2 separate regions of the Siniperca chuatsi genome follow, and region 2 is linked to region 1. The links are chromatin contacts, called in public Hi-C maps. All regions are on one chromosome and are shown on one strand. Each heading gives the region's core, a stretch centred on a gene start, on an enhancer-like site or on the middle of the called end of the contact. The rest is flanking DNA. Distances are from core to core; before and after follow the strand shown.

What was found. A called contact is a pair of places that touch in the nucleus more often than the background predicts.
Region 2: a Hi-C map of an unstated tissue shows a contact between it and region 1, with 4 times the contacts expected there. The contact joins two enhancer-like sites. A contact is called at or near these places in 2 of 3 Hi-C or Micro-C datasets (skeletal muscle and an unstated tissue).

Annotation. Positions count from the first base shown.
Region 1 is chrLG2:5,693,668-5,697,392 of ASM2008510v1, forward strand. It overlaps LOC122882501 (a long non-coding RNA gene), which reads left to right. Exons shown (of 4, transcript XR_006379383.1): 2 at 1,795-2,002. Among protein-coding and RNA genes, the nearest start is that of LOC122882501, 3.3 kb to the left of the region's middle. Within about 2 kb of position 2,139, the one cell type or tissue checked has an H3K27ac peak away from gene starts, as active enhancers do.
Region 2 is chrLG2:5,821,521-5,825,245 of ASM2008510v1, forward strand. No RefSeq gene overlaps it. Among protein-coding and RNA genes, the nearest start is that of LOC122882560, 19 kb to the right of the region's middle. Within about 2 kb of position 1,766, the one cell type or tissue checked has an H3K27ac peak away from gene starts, as active enhancers do.

The sequences.
Region 1 (3,725 bases), core at 889-3,388:
GCCAGCTTCACCTTCAGACTCCCTTTTCACCACGACAGTCTCTGGTACAGTGCCTGCATCACCACTGACACTGTACCAATTCACCTGTTGATCTCATGCTTCATCTTACCCTCACTCATTCATGAACAAGTCAATACTGAAACTCCATGGCCACAGACTAGGAGGTGCTGACGCTCATTCCAGTTGCTTCACATTCAGCTGCAAACCATCTCAGTACAAGCTGGAGGTCACAATCTAATGAGGCCAGCAGAACTACATCATCAGCCAAAAGCAAAGATGCAATCCTGAGGCCAACGTACTCTCCGTCCTTTGGCTGCACCTTGAGATTTTGTCTACCGCTGTAGCTACCACTGAGGTCATCAGACAGATACAGAAATATGCATTTAATAGATGGAAGCTACTACTCTGTACCGCAGGAAGTTGGGAAACATTCTCTCCACAACCCCCATGGCTCCCGCTGGACTTTTTAAAAAATGTAAACATTTCTGGGCCTGATTCTGTCCATCAAAATCAACAGAACTGGTGACAAAATATAATCCAAAGACCGGATGGCTCGTAGCAATGGTCCTGGCACCCTGTATTTCCACAGCACACGCCACAAGACACTTTGGGGGACAACGTTATGAGCCTTCTCTAGGTCCAAAAAACACAGTAAGCGGGCAAACTCCCTTAAACTTTCCAGAGTGCTTGCAACTGATCAACCTCTTATCTCCCACTTTAACTACCACCCTTTGCCCGCAGGACACTAACACTAGACCTTTCACAGACTGCCAGTGCTGTGAAAAGTCACATGAATATGAAAAAGTAATACATGAATAGATAGATAATTTTGGTCACATTATAAAAATAACACAACTGAATCTGTGTGGTATGTCCCTGCCTTCAAAGCAGTCTGGCAGTCCAACAATATTCTTGAAAACCACAACAATTAAATGATCAAGAACAGAACATTTGCTTTAATTTGTAGGCGGACCACTACCGAAATAGGGGAATGGATGTTAAAGGGTTAACCGGCCTAATGATTTGAAAAGCTCACATCAGTGTTGAGAAGTATGCTTGTGATTTACTTTATAATCAAGTGATAATAATCTTGTTTTTTTTTTATCTACAAACGTACGCAGCTGGGATCAAATCAACATAACTCTGCCAGAGAAAAGTATTATCAGTATCAGCTATAGTATGCGTTATTCTTGTGAAACACTGAGTAAACCTGACTAGTGTCTTACATTTATGAATGAATATTTCCTCTTCCCTCCTCTGATCTTTGACCTACTCATTCACGGTAGCTTGTACCATCAGTGTTTTGGGATGTGGACATTTTTATGGTGATTTAATTATTATGAGCTTCTCCAACAAATACAGAGAAGCGAAATTAAAGTCAAGGGAGCTGTGTGTGGGTGTGTGGGTGGGTGTGTTGGTCAGATCATCACTGTAAATAGGAAATTGTCCCTGACTGATCTCAGTGGTTAATTAAAGGTAGAGAAAATAATGACAAGCATGAATGAAGATTTAAGAAGCATGGCATCAGTCTCTTCTGTCTGACTGTGGAGACATAAACCACAGTTTCTCTCTTCAGATCAGTCCAGTGGATATTGTGCTGAAATGACTAGTCCATCTATTAAAACAAAATCTACGGATCACAAATTTAACTTGTTATTCAATTAAGCTATTTATTATCAGGCTAATGTCATGTAGTCTGATCCCGGCATGACTCTCCTGTTGTCCTGTGGAGGCTGCAGACATGTTCTACCTCTGCCTCACATTTTTTTCCAGCTGCTTCTTTTCACTTGCCAGTGACACGCTTCACTTGGAGGTCATAACATGTTGGAGGTTCATGCTGTGCAGGTGTTCCAACCAACCAGGAGGAGTCACTCGTACTGCAACAAGGACATTATCTCTTCCCACACGTGAACACGTCCAATTTGTGTTCACTGATTTGCGCAATCAAGCCGGAGGTAGCTCTAGCTGGAACTGAACCCCAGGTGTGTGCGGAGGTGGAGAGGTACTTCCTTTTTTTCCCACTTGTGTTTAGAAATGTATGTTCACCTGAATTTTACTTGTATCTCTGCGTGTTGATGCTTGTAGATGTGTAAAAGTATGTATGTATGTATTAATGACAATGCGTACATCTGTGTGTATGTGAGAAACTTCAGCCTGCTGAGCAACAGCTGCAACAGTCTGAGTTTCATTTCATAATTTTACCAGGAACAGGAAGTGAATTAGTTTGTGTATGTGTACATTTTTGCCTGTGAATGTGCTTGTCTCCATGCTTATGTGTTCACTGTAGTGTGTGTGTGTGTGTGTGTGTGTGTGTGTGTGTGTGTGTGTGTGTGTGTGTGTGTGTGTGTGAGAAGAGAGAGAGAGAGAGAGAGAGAGAGAGAGAGAGAGAGAGAGCTTGTGGTGTAGGTGGACCTCCCCTTGAAATCCCTCTAGCCAAAAAGCTCTCAGCGTTTTTTTTCTCTCTACACATCATTCCACGTGCCTTGTGGATGCCACGTCAGCTGTGTCAGCCTGACTCTGCACAGTGTGTGTGTGTGTGTGTTTAAAGAGCTCTGTATAAGGCTGTCTGCAGCAGCAGGGAGCAGTCAGAGTCCATATTTCATTGTCAGACTCTGGATTTGAGGGATGCAGTTGTGAGTTTAATATTTCTGTAAAGCTGCAGTGAAACTCTTCACAGGCTCAAAGAGTCACTTCAGCTTTGGTCCACTGAGTGTTTCAGTTTACAGCCCCTGTGGTTTCCTGCAGTAAATACTGTATTCAACAACTTGGATGATGGTGTCACTGAAAACTGAACTCAAACAGACTGACCTCAGTTTCATGCAGCATATTATAGCAGAGATGCCTCCCCAGAGAACAAGCCTGCTCATGTTAACTTCAGACGAAATCATTACATTTTTATCAAATATATTATCCCTTAAGGGTAGAAGCAGAGGTACTACACACAGCAAAGACCACATATTTAATAATTGAGGAAGGTGTTTATACCATCTTCTAACAAATGTGTCACATTCTGCCTGATTCACCTCAGCCGGTGACACTGATTGATGAATCATCCAATAAGTCCTCATACCTAAACAACAGAAAAGGTCGATTGCCAACTCCCAAAATGACACATATGACTGTTCCCCAAAACAGGCGTGACGTTAAACATGTGGTTAACGTTATGAAACGGTCACAGTTTGGTTAGGTTTCGGCAACAAAACTACTTGGTTAGGTTTAGGAAAAGATCATGGATTGGGTTAAAATAAGTATGTTACGTTACGTAAGTGGCGTGATGGACATGACGTAAGTCACGTACTTGGTTTCACGCGGGACACGAACCCCGGGCTCCTGGGTGAATGTCCTGTGTTTGTTTGGGGGTTAGGATTAGATCAAAATTACCATGGCCACTAGAGAACCCCACCTAACAATGAACGTAAATATGGGTCTTAATAAGCTGCTTGCACATACGACCTATACGGCCATTTTTCTGGTGAGGACGGGCTGGAATCATCACATCGTATGTTCACTTTGTGGTAATTAATCAGAACAGCACATCGAAATGATGGGGGAAAAAGAAGCAAACAACTCAGTCAGTCACAATCAGTGTGAGGAGAACAGGAGTAGTTCTACGAATACTGGATGAACGCTAGAGATGCAAATTCAGGTATTGCATACTGTCTCTGGTGGTCAGGAAGACTTAAAATGGAAACTCACCACAAAAGCAGAGGAGCTTTCCACCTCTG
Region 2 (3,725 bases), core at 516-3,015, 130 kb after region 1:
GACGATCTCAATCACGTGTCTGTGCATTAAATATCATGCTACAGTCAGCAGCCGGCTTTTAAAACTTATTTTGCCTTTGAAGTCTTAATTAATGACCACCGTGAGACTGAGGGGCATAGACTGGAAACAAGGGGAGGCAGACCATTTCTTGACTGGGACAAGTAACTTCCCTGAGTCTGGTTGTCCTGGCCAAGAAATAGTTTGGCACGTAAACCACCGTAATTTTTTGTACGGATTAAACAAACAAGATACCAAATGTAAATTAGTGAGATTTAGAGATGCTGGTTGGCAGATTTTGTTCCCGTTGGACAGAGCCAGGCCAGCTGTTTCGACCTCTTTCCAGTCTTTATGCTAAGCTAACTTAGCTGGCTGCTGGCTGAAGCTGCATACTTAGTGTACAGACATCTAACTCTCTGCATGAAAGCAGATAAGCGTATTTCCCAAAATGTCAAACTTTTCCTTTAAATATCTTAATAAGCCAGTTTGCACAACTATAAGCGACGACACCTGTAACATCAGCAGCTGCAACCCCAACATTAGCTGTCTGTTTCTGTGCTGCTCCAACATTTCAACATGAAAATAAACTTTACAACACAGAGAAATAGAAAATAATTTGCTGAATTTTTGAAGCCTCCCAAAAATGTGATTGTCATGTTGTCAGGGGGTCCTAGGTGTTCGAGACCCCAGAGACCCTCATTGATGAGAACACAAGATAAGATAAGATAAACCTTTATTGATCTCCAGATGGGAAGTTCAGGTGTTGCAGCAGCACAAGGACAGAAATAAGTGAGAGATAAATAAAGGAGGAAGTAAAAATAAATAATTAGAAGTATAAAAATAAGAATAGAAATAGAAATAAAAATAGAAACTAGCACATGAGCAATTAAAGTCAAAATTACAAGGCAACAGTGACATAGTGGTGTGATTATATACATGTACAGTATTAAAGGGTCCACAAGTGAGAGGAAGGGGTAAGTGTCCCTCAGCTTCACTAACTTCATTAATTAAGACTTCAACAGCAACATAAGTTTTAAAATCCTCAGTCCTTAAAAAATCAGCAATGTCTGTATTTCCCCAAAACACCTTCAGCCACATGAATAAATGAACCCAGAAGATCAACACGAGGTGATGTTTTTATCTGGATTTCTTTTCCTAACAACTTTTTAAATCCATCAGTGAAGCAGCCTGTGAGAGGACACTTTTCTTCAAGCCATTATTTGTTTTGTTTAGGCAGTGATGACTGGACTGGAGTGTGTCTGACTTCAGTGTGTCTGCTGAGTGGTCCTTTTAATCATTATCCTGACTTGAACTGACTGTGTGTGTGTGTGTGTGTGTGTGTGTGTGTGTGTGTGTGTGTGTGTGTGTGTGTGTGTAGAAGTATTTGTAATAAAACTTCTGTTATGTGCTGCTGCAGTCACGCCTTCACTCTCATCTACACACACACACACAACCTCTCACACATCTAAAGCATCTCACGGTTTTACTTGCGGGCGAAACTCCATAAGCATTTTTTCAAAAAGGCAAAATGAACACACACACACATGCACACACACAGAGAGGCAGGTCCAGTGAGTACTAGGAGCCTGTTCAGATTTGTGAATGAAAGACTTTCTGTCTCCTTCCTCCCTCTCTCTCTCTCTCTCTCTCTCTCTCTCTCTCTCTCTCTCTCTCTCTCTCTCTCTCTCTCTTCCTCTCTCTCTCTCAGTGGAAAGTATTTTTGGCACAACTCCAGAAACTTCTCAGTGGTGGGAAAACACACACACACACACACACTGTGAAAAGTGATGAGTGTGGACTGTAGTTTTGTCCTGGACACACAGTCTTTGTGTGAGCGTGTGTATTTGTTTGTTTGTCAGCAGGTGGCAGGGTTCGATCCTTCCCAGCATGCACTCAAGACGTAGGGAACACAAAGTCCCTTTTGGAGTTCAGATGGAAGTGGAGTAGTTGGAATTGATCTCAACAAATCAATCTCAAACCAAAGCTGAATTATAGCTAAACTATAGCAATCAATTTAAAAGGCCTTCAAACCAAATAAATAATCAATAACTCCTTTATAGAAGCAGGTGAATTCAGTTGATGGACAAAGTCAACATGCAAGGTCAAAGGTTACAGGTTTAAGTCCTTTAAAGCCTAGACTTCTTTTTGGTTGGATTTCACTCCTTTTATTTACATCCTTATGTCATAGTCTTAACTAGGCATGTCATATAGGTCATTGTTATTTTCAGAATAAGTTAAGCAACTCATAAATGGCATTATTTGGCATGTCAGTAGTACTATACATGCTTTAGGACCTGTCAAAGAGAATTTAATTTAATTTATTTGTGATGTTTAATGATATTACTGAAGCAAGAAACATGACAAAATTGTCTAAGAGTTTGTTTTTCAAAAAACTAAACAGAGGGAAAAAGTTAGATTATAATAAATAGTGCAATTTAGAAAACTAATTTCTACATACAGTAATACAGTATAAGCAATCAAAACTTCATGAAATATTGTCAATCATTTGTGATATTGCAGAATTATGTAGAAAAAGCAAGTAAAAACGTTGTAGCCTGACATAAAATGACCTGCCCTGTGTCATTTTTTGCAGTGTGCGACCACCCAGACACTCTCTCTCTCCCAGATGCTGTATTTCCCTGCTGCTCGCTCTGTCCCTCCCTCCTCAGCTCCTGATTGGCTGCTGAAGTTTGGCGGGCTTTGCTTCTCTTCCTGACCGCCACTGCTGCTGCAGTCAGCGAGGCAACACATGGGAACAAAAGTTCAGCAGGGTGGTTGCGCCAACAATGCATCCGCGAACACAACCTGCTCTGTAAACAGGACGTCGGCTCGAGGCCAAGAGGCTGAAACCAGCAGGAGCAACAGAAACAGTTTCACAGATGGACGAGTTCTGTTTGAGTCCACAGAACAGAACAACCAGGAGTCTGAAAAGATAAAACTAAATGTTTCTCTAAAACAGGTGTCTTCTCAAAACAGCACTCTGTATATTTCACACATGCGCATTTCACCACCGATGTACATGTCTGTCTGCTCATATCCCTGGTTAACATGTTCAATTTGAACACGTATGTTAAAGTCAGGGACAACACTTGTGTCAGATGTGTTATTCTGACACTAAGATAATGTATGTTCACATATAATTTGATAATTGTATAGTTAGAGTACTGCACAATCACAATTAAACACAGAAATAACACATTCCTCCTCTTACAGATAAAAAGTTGAATTCACGAGAAATAAAACGCACCTTTGTTCAATTCATTACACTACACAGCTACAGCCTTACTTGGTCTGGTATGACCAGTAGCTAATGGTGGCTAATGTTAGCTAAGAGTCAGGTCTCTGTTTTTATAGTGTTACTCTTCTCTACTTGTGCTACTGTTACACTTTGTTTTAGCATTTAGCATTTCATAATTACCACTTGTGGTCAACGTTACATAGGTTCCCTGTAAACTTTGCAATGTCAATATGTGGCAACAAATTACCGGCATGGGAAAAACATGTACATTTTTTAAGCATTTGTTAACAAGACTCTCAGTGCATTAACACATCTGGCCTCTCATAAATCTGTGGGTGTGTGTGTGTTGGGTTGAGCACATAATTTACATACTCTGCTCCAATTGGTCAGTTGTCTTCTGACGTAGCCGCGGTACGACACATAAGGCAGTTGGTCGTTTCCTGTTGCACACTTTGTTTCCCGAGTACAGAATATCCCTGTTTGCTTTCTA